Linked DNA regions of Sus scrofa: region 2 is linked to region 1. A link is a contact called in public Hi-C data. All regions are on one chromosome and are shown on one strand. Each heading gives the region's core, a stretch centred on a gene start, on an enhancer-like site or on the middle of the called end of the contact. The rest is flanking DNA. Distances are from core to core; before and after follow the strand shown.

Region 1 (6,675 bases), core at 1,745-4,244:
GTTGATCTAAAAAAAAAAGTGTCTAGTTATTTTTACTAAAGAGAGATCATATAACCGTTCTATGCTATTTTGTAATGGAATGTGTTCTGTCAATTGCATAGTCCTAGTAACTTTGAGAATTACGGTATTTCATAGGGAAAAAAAAGTTCTGAGGCAGCAATAATAACCTGATACCTATTTAAAGGTAAAATATCCTGGCTCTTCCATTGTTACTTTTTATAAGATAAGGAATTGATAGCAGAGATAGAGTCAGAAATTGTATTCTGATTAAAAACCGTGAAGAAAGTCTTATATAATTCTTAACAGTTTACTGAATTGTAAAAGTTCAGTTGTTAGTTTGTCCAAGGTTTTCTTGTGCCTTTTATAGTATACTCAGTTGAGAAAGTTGAACCATAGCCAATTGTGTATAAAATTGGTATAGAGTTATAAGGAAATACCTAAAGGAATTAATTGTTGCCATTTTAAAAATAGAATTATTACATCATGAGGTATGTCTGAGAAGTCAAATAAAGGTGTAGACAGACATTAGCATATATTCCATGTGCTAGGATTTTGTTACAATTATTTTATATACTTATTTTAATGAGCTGTATTAATTAAGCTAAATTCAAAGCTATTTTCAGAATGTAGCTCTCTTTTTATACCAGAATGTAGAAAGAAAAGATCATTGTGAAGATAAAAAATGCCAGATGTAATGTGACTTTCCCCCTTTATTTGAGGATATTAAATTTTACATAGGGAACCAGATAAAAAAAGAAATGAATGGAAAAAACAACTTATCTTTGTTAAGGAGAGATAAGTAGGTTGGTGACCTCTGATATATGTTAGACAAAGGAAGTAGAAAATATGTATGTGGAACACAGAAAGGGATGGAGCAAAGAGGCACTAGATACACTAGTTATAATACAGTAACTATACACAGGACCCTCAGTATTTGTGAGATCTGAAATTAGCCACTCGTTCGTGCCATCTGTTCTGGCCCTATCTGTCCTCTACCAGGATAAAAGCCATATCTGCTCTTCAAGCTAATTGTTGGGCTACATAGTTTCTTGTTCTTGGGTAGTGTGCTCACTGGCAACCTACGTATCAAGGTAATTTCCCTTATGACACCAGGAATTGAGAGAAAGGGTATTTCAAAAGCTTGGAACTGTAATTGTATACCCCAGACAGTTAGTTTTATGTTTGTATCCCTTTATAATTGCTCCCATCTTTTATTCTCTATAAACCATAGTGCTTAATTCTTATAATGAAGTCAGTGATAGTAATGGTATTTTTTTTGTCTCATCATAGATTCAGACCTGCAAGGTTTCCTTCACCTAATTGTTGTTTTATGTTCCTTCCTTTCCTCTCTGTCCCTTCTCTGTCTCTCTTCCCTTCCTTTTTTCCCCTCTTCCCTTTCTCCCTATGTACCTAACCTTCCCTCCCTCCCTCTCCCACCTTAACTTCCTTCCTCCCTTTTCCCTTATCCTCTCCCTTTGTCCTCTCTTCCTCCCTTTTCCTCTCTTTCCTTTCTCTTTCTTTTGATCTTTATCACTACTTCTTTTACATGGTTTATTTTAGAAAACTTTTAGGGTGGTTTAACAGGATAAGGGCAGCAAAATAGTATTTATGAATACAGGTGAAAAAGAAAAATGAAAATCTTGGATGGAGATATATAATGAGACTAAAGGAGTCCCCTTCGTGGCTCAGCGCTTAACAAACCTGACTAGGATCCATGAGGATGTGGGTTTGATCCCTGGTCTTGCTCAGTGGGTTAAGGATCCAGCATTGCCATGAGCGAGGCCAGGTTGCAGACGCATCTTGGATCCCTAGTTGCTGTCGCTGTGGTATAGGCCAGCAGCTATGGCTCCAATTGTACATCTAGCCTGGGAACCTCCATATGCAGCCCTAAAATAGCAAAAAAAAATAAAAATAAAAATAAAATGACACTAGAAATATAACACATACAGAACCCTCCTCGTTAAAGAAGACCTACATGCTTGGCTCAGCCTTCAAGAAGTTAATGTGAAAAGGGAAAACTGATCAGTCACCCCAACTTTTGGGCACATTGCTAGTTTGAACAAAACTGGATTCTGTTAGTAAGGAATAAAAGGTTATTGAGTAAAAAACTATAGAGTGTTACTTACATCCTGTTGGTAGGAACTGTGTCATAATTTTTCTTGGAACAAAACCAGAATTCTTACAATGAAGGAGAAAGGATGAATAGAAATGGAAAAGGCAACTCTCAGTGTTGTTACTGTGTCCTTCCACGCTGATAATAACACTCAAAGAATAATTAAATAATAATTTTAAAAATCAAGAGAGGATCCTAATATAATACACTCCAGATCTATAACTCTTTAATGTTTTAGTTTAATCCACAACAAGATTTTAAAGTTTTCTCCTTATATTCCAGATACAAGGAATGAGGTGCAATATCACATTTTGCCAGTAGGTGGTGATACCATCTAACCTGTGAAAATTCCTGACCAGAAATCCCTTAAGTTTGAGACCAAATAAGGAATCAATATTTTCTGTCATCACTTACCTTGGTTTGACTTTCTACCAGTTGACTTTATTTAATGAGAAATATATGTTTGAATAGTAATAGAAACATCAGAGTTTGGTTGTATATACTCATCTTTTAGTTAGTGGTAATTATGTAAGAAAATAATTTTCAGGGTAATGCCAATGATTTATATATACTATATATATCTTAAAAAATACATATTTTACTATAGATTAGCAGTATTTTCCAGATGAACAAACTATCTTGTAGAGAAACCAGCAGAAAACTGATTAGATGAGCTTAACTTCTGTGGCCACAAAGCTTTCAGATAGAAGTTTTCAGTCTTGAGTGTATATCGTCATCACTGAGGTTAAAAAAAAAAAAAACGACTGATGCCTGGGCCTTATCCCAAGAAATTCTGATTTTATTGGTTTGGAGTGTGACCTAAGCATCAAACATTTAAAAAATTTCTGAAGTGATTCAGTTGTGCAGCCAAGATGAAAACATTGGCCTATGGCTTCCGTTGCCCCATGTAGCAATCAGTGCTTAAAAAGGGCCAGCCTCATCCTCATATAGAGCAGGAAGTCATGTACTGTGTGTAACCTGTGGGGTGAGGAAAGCTCTTCCTCTGTATTAGAGAAAAGCTGTGGTGGCTGCATGTCCACTGTCATGGTTGCATTTAATTATCGCAGAGAGAATTTTTTTTAAATTATCATTATTATTATTTGTCTTTTCTAGGGCTGCACCCACGGCATATGAAGGTTCCCAGGATAGGGGTCTAATTGGAGCTAGAGCCACCGGCCTATTCCAGAACCATAGCAATGCCACATCCTAGCCACGTCTGCGACCTGCACCACAGTTCACAGTAACACCACATCCTTAACCCACTGAGCGGGGCCGGGGATCAAACCCACAACCTCATGGTTCCCAGTCAGATTTGTTAACCACTGCTCCATGACGGGAACTCCACTTTTTTTAAATTTATGAAGATCACACTTTGAGCTTTATTTAGTATTGCTGTTAGTTTGTTTTGTAAGTCATTTTCCAATCAATATTCTTTGTGTAAAAGGGACACAAGAAAGTTTTGGCATTTGACCATGTCAAGGAGGGAGTGATCAAGGGCTGAGGCCTTGGGTGTGGCTCAAAGTCAATATGATCAGCAGAGCCCAAAATGCCAGGTATGGTGCTGCCTGGGAGCTCAGTAGTTTATGCTAGAAAGATAAGTTTCAGAGAACAGGAGTCGGAATATAATCTTTTTCCTCAGTTAATTTTCAAAACAACCTATGAGAGAATACTCTCATTTTTATTTATACATATGGAGCAGCTGAAATACAGGAGTATTGCAGTAACTTACCCAAGGTCACCTAGCTGGTAAGTGGTAGAACCAAACTATTTGGAGTTCTAACCACTATACTTTGCCCTTACCATTTATGTCTGCTCCCCTTATGAGCCAAATGCCTTCAAGCAAATTAGGTAGTTCCATCTCTTTGTCTTCTTGTTGGTTATCTGGAAATGTTAATGCTCCTATCTCTTAGGGTTTTACTTAGAAATACAAGATATACCATATATGAAAGCTCTCAGAAGTCTGAGAGCACAGCATGAAGGCTTGAACTGTTCAGATCCCAATGTTGGACACCTTCTAATGGTCATCCTGATGCTTAGACATTTCTGCCTCTCTTGTCCCATGAAACCTCCAAAAATTTTAAACCACTTAGTATGACTCTTTAAACAGAGACAAGTGCAAGCACAAAATCCAAAAAATTCGCTCATTTTTTCATTGAGTAGTCTTTTGCCAAACACCTGCCACATGCCAGTTATTCCACTGAAGATGTAAAGTTAAATGAGTCATGAATCACACCTCCAAGGAGCTTATTGTGTACAGCTTACAAAAGTACCTCATGATTGCAGAGTAGTGGTGTAAAATAATAAATTCTCTGCTAGTGATATTAACTCATAATCCCTCCTGTTTATTGCATATTTACTATGTGCTAGGCATTGTGTCCAGTGCTTTTTGGATTTAAATTAATCCTCATAAATTCCTTAAGAAGTAGGTGTGAGGTAGGTGTTAGTAACGTGTGCACCTGTAGGTGAGGAAATTAAGGTGCAGAAAGTGACGTGTCTTGCTCAAAGTCTTCCAGCTGATAAAGGGAAATCTGACTCCTGAACCTGAAGAGACACATCTAAGTAAGACTAGAACGGCCTTTATAAACTTCCTGGAGGATGTGAGCCTAGAATATATGCATGTTCTCACTTTTAGATCCCTCCAACAAGTGTGTAATACAATACTTGATACTGTTATTTCACTTGCACTGATCCTTCCATATCCACATTTGACAAATGACAGAAAGGAGTGCTGCAGTGTGGGTAGCCCCTTCATGCTACAAAGTAAGCAGCTTGAATGGGTGGGTTATATATACCTCAACTCATAAAGGTAAAGGTCATGAATGGGATGGGATGACTACAGTTTAATCCAGATGTTAAGTACTGTAGTAGAGAGTTTGAGGTTGATGCCAAGCTCAGTTTTAGGCACTAAATTGAGGTCCAATAAGGGGAGCATGGGAGTTGGACTGGTGACTTGCTTTTTTTATTGTGCCATCCACACATAATGGACTGGTCACTGTACTAACTTTCAGCACCATTGGTTTTGGCTGTGTCATGATAACATGCTTTTTAACATCAAAAATAACCTTTCATTGGAGGCCAAATGTAGGCATAGGAGTTTCATTGTGAGTGGTATTAAGACAAATTCCCTACCCAAATATCTTAATAGCCCCTTAATGGAAGTTCAGCATTAATGCTCTTATTGGTTCAATGGTCTGCATCTATTAAAATGTGAACATCCGTCCCAGAGAGGAAGGTTCATCTATTGAAATGTTGGCAGTCATTAATTTGGTTTAGCAGTGCCTTCCTAGTGAGGTGATTAAGGGGGAAACAGAGATCAAGAAGGTGAGGGCTCCTGATTTACAGACATAAATATGGGCTGAAGAGGGAAGAACACTAACAAAGAGAGTTCAGGGTCATAGGGTCGGAAAGCACATTGCACAGTTCTGCTCTGAACACCAGTAATGGCTAAAATCACAGGGACAAATTTCCATTAAGGAAGCCTTTTTCTTTCACTCAGAAAATGACTCAGTAGGAGTAACTAGATATCCTGCTATCATTCTTTCCCACTTAATCTATTTGCCACTCAGCAACCAGAGTAAATTTAATGAAGTGGGATCATGTCATTCCCCTGTCTGAAGTCCTTCACTAGCCTCCCACTGGACTTAGAATTAATTACATCATATCTTCTTCTCATGTCCTACCAGACCAGCTTGATTCCTGCCTATTTCTCAAACCTCAACTATATTCCAATCTCTTTCTTTATCACTGTAGCCTCTATAGTAAGTGCTCAGTAAGCATTTTTTCCAGTGATAAATGATCGGAAAACAGTGTCTTCCTATCCATAAGAATTATGGATTCCACAGACACTGGATCAGTTCATATCCTCACCGTTGTTCATGCTCTATGACCTTTATTTTTGCCTCTTGCCCTTCTCTTATCCTGCCATACTGGATGTCAGGTATATTTTTGGATTTTTTTTTTATTTTTTTTATTTTTTATAATGATTTTTTCCATTATAGCTGGTTTACAGTGTTCTGTCAATTTTATACTGTACAGCAAGATGACCCTGTTAAATATACACATATACATTCTTTTTTCTCTCATTATCATGTTCCATCGTAAATGGCTAGACATAGTTCCCAGTGCTATGCAGCAGGATCTCATTGCTTATCCACTCCAAAGGCAATAGTTTGCATCTACTAACCCCAAATTCCCAAACAATTCCGCTCCCTCCCCCTCCCCCTTGGTGACCACAAGTCTGTTCTCCATGTCCATGAATATTTTTGTGTTTTATTATTTACTTATTTAAAAAAAAACAAAAGGCTGATCACTGACCCACACAGGAGATTTCTCCAGCTCCCATCTTTCTTCTGTGACTCCTCAGAAGAGGACTCAACTGTGAAACAGCCAGTTCTTTCTTCGTATCTGTTTTCTGCCCTATAGTCTTCTTTTGCAAGAGCTATCACTCCTGCCATGGCATCTCAACAGGCTTATTCTTCCCAGAGGCTAACAACACCTTAGATCTTACCTTATCTTTCATTTCAAAACAGCACAATTGGAGAACTCAAGTCCCAGCGCAGATG
Region 2 (6,486 bases), core at 2,554-5,053, 270 kb after region 1:
ACTTTTCTCCATATTTATATGTTCACATAAGCATTTTATAATTTTGATTTTAACTAGTTTCCTTGACTTAAAATAGTATTTTAGGAGTTCCTGTTGTAGCTCAGTGGTAACGAACGTGACTAATATCCATGAGGCTGTGGGTTTGATCTCTAACCCCACCTAGCAGGTTAAGGATCAGGTGTTGCCATGAGCTACAATGTAGTTCACAGAGGCAGCTCAGATCTGGCATTGCAGTGGCAGTGGTATCACCAACAGCTGCAGCTCTGATTTGACCCCTAACCTGGGAACTTCCATATGCCGTGGGTGCGGCCCTAAATAAATAATATTTCAGATTAGTTTCTTGCAATTGAATTGTTCATAAATCCAGTAGTTATGCAGAATTAAGTAGTACATATCTTTCCATTAAATCTTTACATTGTGCCAAATACTCTCATTCTGTATCTTAAGATGATTGAGGAGTTCCTGTCATGGCTCAGTCGTTAACAAACCCAACTAGTATCCGTAGGACTCAGGTTCGATCCCTGGCCTCGCTCAGTGGGTTAAGGATCCGGCTTTGCCACAAGCTGTCGTATAGGTCACAGACGTGGCTCTCATCAGGTATTGCTGTGGAAGAAAGATCATTGAGAACAGGAGTAGTTTATTAATTATAAGTTAATTCAGAAAAACTATGGCTTAAACAAAACAGTTGATTTTTCTGATGCTAGAAGTCTAAAGAGAGGCAATCCTGGTGGGTCCACAGCTATGGCTTTGCAGATATAGCAAATCTCAGTACCAGAAATTCAGAATTTTTCTGTCTTAGTCTACCATTCCACAATATGTTTCCTCACAGTACAAAAAGGCTACTTGAAATCAGTCATTACATCTGCATTCTACACAAAAAGAAGGAAAAAAGACTAAAGAAGAGTGCACCTTTCACTATTAAGTTCTTTTGCTGAAGCCCCACATGTCACTTCCACTTATATCTTATTAGCCAGTACTAAATTATAGCCTCCACACTACCAGGAAAAGTGGCATTATGTCCCTTGGCTAGATGTGTTGCTATCCCAAATGAATTGAGGGTTCTGTTGCAAAGAATGAGTATTGCATTAGATAATTCACTATCTCTACCACAGGCTTATGAGAGGATCTACATCCTTAGAAAAGAATGTGAAAATCATTGTGGTATGTTCCCTATAGACATCCTCCTGTCTTGTTTTTGTACTTTTCATTTTCCTTAGAACCGTTAGCTAACAACCTATCCATGACTCTTCCCTTTTAATGATGCCATATGACCTTTTTTCCTTTCTCTAATTCATATGTCCTAATTTGTCCTCATCTTGAATTTCTTTCATGCCCACCATATCACCAAGACTGTGGGGAAAAATAGGAACCCTGAATTAAGTACTTTGTGCCAAGTAGGGTTGCTCATTTGTGATCACTAATTGCTGACCAATTGATAAAAGTATTGAAAGAAGATTGAGAAAAGAATGACAGAACAAATTAAGGATTTCCCATAAGAAGAAAGCTGTTGTTCAATTTAGGAATCATTATGTAATATCATACTCTAAGTATTCCAAAGCGGTAGGTAGTTCAGAGAAATCCTCTGAGAATTGAGCAGTCCTGAAATGAGACGATCAGGGAGAAGTTACACTAGTGATCTCTCAGAGTTCCTTCTGTGACTAAGAGATAGCAGAGTCCTTTCAAGGGCTATAGTAATAGTGATAAGAGCAGTTCTTTCTTGCAGCAGTACTCAGTGTCATCCTATAAAAGAGTGATTCATGCATGGATAAAATGAACTTGAAATGTCTAATAGACTCCATGATAGGCACTTAGATCATAAGCGTGAACATAGTATGGTCTTTCTTTTCAAAGATTTCGTAGGCTGTAAAAGAAGAAAGACCTATACACAGTAAATCAGAGTTTGCTGTGATAAGCTCTATATTTTTCTGAGCCAAAGGCTCAATGATAAAAAGGGGAAGGAGCAATTAATCCTTCCTTTGGCCTTTGCAGAAGAGGGAAATTTGAGCTGGACGCTGAAGTATTAGTAGGAGTTCAACAAGTGAAGAGGTGACCACAAGGCATTCTTTGTCAGCAGGCACAGGAGAAGAAAAGCCAGAGCAGTAATAGCATCTGGCAAATTCAGGGATGTTAGTTACTTTTTCACTTTGCATGGTTAGAACATAGTCTTTGGTGCAGAGGATATAGATGGACTTGGAAAAGTAGGATGGACCAAATTTTAAAACAATCTATACATCAGCTTAAGGAATTCTGACTCACTTTGTAGTTAATAGTGATCCAGCAAAGGTTCTTAATCAGAGCAATTATATTTTTAAATCAAATCTGTATTTTATGAGTATTTTGATAATGACATTAGATCAGATGGATTTGAGAGAGAAAGAGATCAAAAAAAGACAAATTAGAAAACTATTATAAATATTCTTTCCTGTCACTCTAGAAACAGCTTCTCAGTAAATAATATTTGATCTACTCCCAAATCCTTTTTTAAAAATATAAAATTATTGTAAAAATACTGTTTCAACTCTTGTCATTGCCACCTTATAAAACAGGCTCATTTTAGAGATAATGCCACCTTATAATAGAGGCTTATTTTCCATTTGCTGTTTTTTTCCCTGCAGATATCCCTATCACCCTTGAGGCTATATAATGGGTGAAAAGGGAATTAAGTGGTTGAATGAGATCAAGATAATCCTTCCATTCTGCTATAGTAGAGGCTCACCAGGAAGGAATAATTTGCTGTATTATACAAAAAGGAAGGGAAAGCAGCTGGGAGCCTGGGGGAGGGGTGGAGATTGAGAGAAAAAATAGAAGTGCTTTGTGGACTCTTGACACCCTAAACATATGTGGAATTATTACTATATAGGCTGAAGCAGGCTTGGAAACCAAAAACAAGTAAGTTCAGTATATTTAAAAAGCAAGGTTCAAATTGTATATAAACAGACATATGTATTCATATAGGCTCTTGGTCAAAAGAAATACACTAGAATATTACCTCCAAGTGGGAGCAGAGGAGAGGGCAGGCTTTTAAGGATACACCTATGTTTAGTAACACAGAAAGCATTGGAAAAGCTAAGTTATGGAAAAACAGAAGTCCCAGTTACCCTTGGGCACAGGAAGTGGGTGACCTAGAAGAGAGGGAATATATGCGGTTTTGAATTTTTTAATTTAATATAATAATATATCTATTCGTCTGTTTTATAAACATTTAGGCAAGGCTGAAGTCCCCTTTGAAGGTTACCCTTAGGTCTAACCCTTCCTCCTTCACCACTTATAAGTCCTGTCATACTTTGCGTAGCCTTCTGAGAGTACTTAGGTAGGGAGGAAACTGTCCATTGATAGAATGACTTAAAAATGAGACCCAAGTACAAGACTGGCAGGAATCACTGTCATTCTGTAGAAAGCATGACTTTACACAGGGACTTTACATTTAACTTGGAATGGTGACAGAGGAAAGGGCTGAGCTTGTTTCCTTGCTTGATGTGAGGGTGATTGCATCCTAGGTCAGTTATGGTTCTGGTTCTGTATGCTGGGTCTAGTTTCTACCTTGAATAGAAGGGTTTTTCAATTACATCTTTTTAGGGAGTGGGTGTTTATGTAATACCATCTGTCATTTATCAGGAAATTAAAAAAGGAAAGCCACCCATTCAGTCTCATTTGTAGAAACTTTGCCCCAGGCTATGAATAGCAGAGGGTTCTCCTATAAATGAATCGAAAAAGAAAAATCACAGATGCTGCGTGTTTAAGCAAATACTCATTATTTCCTGGGAAATGTGCCCAGTTGAAACTAAATTCCAGGCCAGAAAACTAAAATTTGTGATTCAGATAAATGGAATCACTGCCTAGTGCTCTGAAATAGTCCATGAAAGGTTCAACATTGAAGAGATGCTCAAAATCTTGTTGTTGGGGAAAAAAAAAATAGGTCACAAGAAAGAAAAAATCCATCAGGCCATGGTTCCTGATAAGTGTGCTACAATGTAACTGTGCAATGTTATTCCCAAAATGTCTTAACTGGTTCAGATATTTAAGGCTTGAAGTCTGTGGGTGTTCAAACCTACCCATGCCCATCACAGAAAAGAAGTACAAGATGTTCAAGTAGAATAGAAAAGAAGTGGTTAGATTAAAAGAGTGTTTCTGTCTAATATCAGCTATCCACTTTAGACATGAGCTTAGTTAATTGAGCTATGTATGTTCACATTTTATATTCCTGCTTGTCTGTTTATCCAAATTCTGTTTTCAGAGACCTGAAGCTATTAAGAATTTCTGTCTTCTTGGCATCTGCCAGGGTCTTATTATCATAGAGATAATCCTACCTTGTTACCCCATTGCTGTGTTCTAAAGAAATAACCTATTCCATTCACAATACCAAAGTTACAGACATTTTTCAACAGTCTACAGTCAGAAAGAAGAGATTTCTGTCTACATGAACACACATTACTATGAAGAATGTTGAGAGTTTCCATTTTGGCACAGCAGGTTACAAACCTGACTAGTATCCATGAGGATGTGGGTTCAATCCCTGGCCTCGCTCAGTGGGTTAAGGATCTGACATCGCCATGAGCTGTGGCATAGATCACAGACATGGCTCAGATCTGGCCATTGCTGTGCCTGTGGCATAGGCCGGCAGCTGCAGCTCCGATTCACCCCCTAGGTTGGGAACTTCCATATACTGCAGCTGTGGCCCTAAAAAGTGAAGAAAGAATGAGAGAAAGAAGGAAAGAAAGAAAGGGAGAGAAAAAGGGAGGGAGAAAAGAAAAACAGACAAAATAAAATACAAAAAAGAAAAATGTTGGAAACTTTAAATGAGATAAAAGTAAATTGAATAGCCTAAAATACAGACTTTCAGAACATTTCATGGTTTTGTTTATTTCTAGAGAACTAAATAACTAAGGTGAATAATAAGAGTATCGAATTATGTTGGTAATCTAAACAAGTATGGGATGATTTCACCTGAAAACTAGTTAAATACCCAGAGCAATGACTTTCTTTTTGCAATGAACTTAAAAAATAAAATAAAAACACTGGAAGAAATAAATACATAGTAAAATGCCATCTGCACTGCCAGTAACCTCCTCCTTGACAGGCTGATGTCTAGTGTGTGTACACTCAGTTCCTGTGGGGCTTGTTGACAATAGGAAGGGAGCAGGGAAGCTGAGGGGATGCTAAGCAGGTTGGTGAGGGGGGCCCAGATCCATCTCCCCTTCCTGACCACAGACTTTGTTTCCCCCGAGATAGGCCATATCCCTAAGGCATCATAGGGTTGTCCCAGGCATGCTTGCAGTGCCTGATCCAAATGAACAAGTGCAGGGTAAAGGAGAAAGTGGGGCTAAGGGCAGATACAGCAGTGGTGAGAAAAGGTCGGAGCTCTTCTTGTTCTTGAGCTTGCAGAACGCAGGGATTCTGCAGTTGAGTGCAGGCTTGTTTTAAGCTGTCTTGGAAGTTTTAAATTTAGAGGAAAATGAGTCTCTTGGGGTCTTTGTGTTGGTCTGATACTGACCTAAACAAAGGGCATTCTGTGGAACTTTAGTCCTTTTTTCATTCAGTAAATGTTTTTTAAGCTCTTATGTACCAGGCACTATGCTAGGTGCTAGAGCTACAGCAGTAAAAAAATTTTCTTAGTTAAGGATGGTACATTTTAGAGGAGAAAGTCAAATAATAAACAAAATACATGTGTAAATTATATAAAAAGAGGTGATCATTTCTATGGAAGAATATAGAGTTGAAATGAGGATAGGAAGTGCTCAGAAACTAAGTTACCATTCAAACAGGGTGATCAGGGAAAGCTTCACAGGAGAAGGGAACATTAGAACAAAGGCTTGAAAGAGGTAGGGGAGAGGGCACGTGGGTATCTAGGGAAAGAATGTTCTACCTGGTGGGAACAGAGTACACCAACCCTGAGGCAGAAACATGCCTGTCCAGGAAAAGAGGCTGGTCGTTTAGAGTGAAGTGATAAAAGAGGGAAGATAGGTGAGGGGACAGAAAGCTCCTGCTGCAAGAGTATAGCTAACATTCACTGAGATGGGGAAGACTTTTGAAACAACAGGTTGGGGGCTTGTTGATTTTGAGATGCCTGTTAGAGATCCAAGTGGAGGTGACATATGGGCCAAAGATATATATCCCTGAAGTTCAGGAGCAAGGTCATGGCTCTTGATATCAATATGAGCAATATCAGCTATTTAAGGTCCTGAGACTATCCACCAACACCAAGGCAGAAAAGAAATGATCCAGACTTATCCCTGGGCAAGGCAACATCACCATAAGGAGGCCAGAGAGAAGAGACCACACAGTATCATTCATAGACCATAAAATTGTAGAAGCAGCTCCACAGGACAGAGTTAGGAATTATAAGTAGATGTTGTAATGCACAGATTTGGGACTTGGTAAACAAAACAATATTCTACCGTCTCAAGCTGTCAGCAATATTAAAGGCTGCTTCTCTGGCTTGGGAAATGGTCACAAAAGCTGAATGACTCATCTCTTGGGATTCAGGGT

What was found. A called contact is a pair of places that touch in the nucleus more often than the background predicts.
Region 2: a Hi-C map of embryonic fibroblasts shows a contact between it and region 1, with 1.8 times the contacts expected there. The contact joins two enhancer-like sites. A contact is called at or near these places in 10 of 47 Hi-C or Micro-C datasets (alveolar macrophages, embryonic fibroblasts, epiblast stem cells and 4 more).

The regions. Positions count from the first base shown.
Region 1 is chr2:115,929,602-115,936,276 of Sscrofa11.1, forward strand. The region is part of intron 2 of CAMK4 (calcium/calmodulin-dependent protein kinase type IV); the gene reads left to right. Among named protein-coding and RNA genes, the nearest start is that of CAMK4, 23 kb to the left of the region's middle. Within about 2 kb of position 2,995, at least 3 of the 83 cell types and tissues checked have an H3K27ac peak or open chromatin away from gene starts, as enhancers often do. A contact at or near this core is called in embryonic fibroblasts, where this site is marked.
Region 2 is chr2:116,197,533-116,204,018 of Sscrofa11.1, forward strand. The region is part of intron 11 of CAMK4 (calcium/calmodulin-dependent protein kinase type IV); the gene reads left to right. Among named protein-coding and RNA genes, the nearest start is that of STARD4, 56 kb to the right of the region's middle. Within about 2 kb of position 3,804, at least 3 of the 83 cell types and tissues checked have an H3K27ac peak or open chromatin away from gene starts, as enhancers often do. A contact at or near this core is called in embryonic fibroblasts, where this site is marked.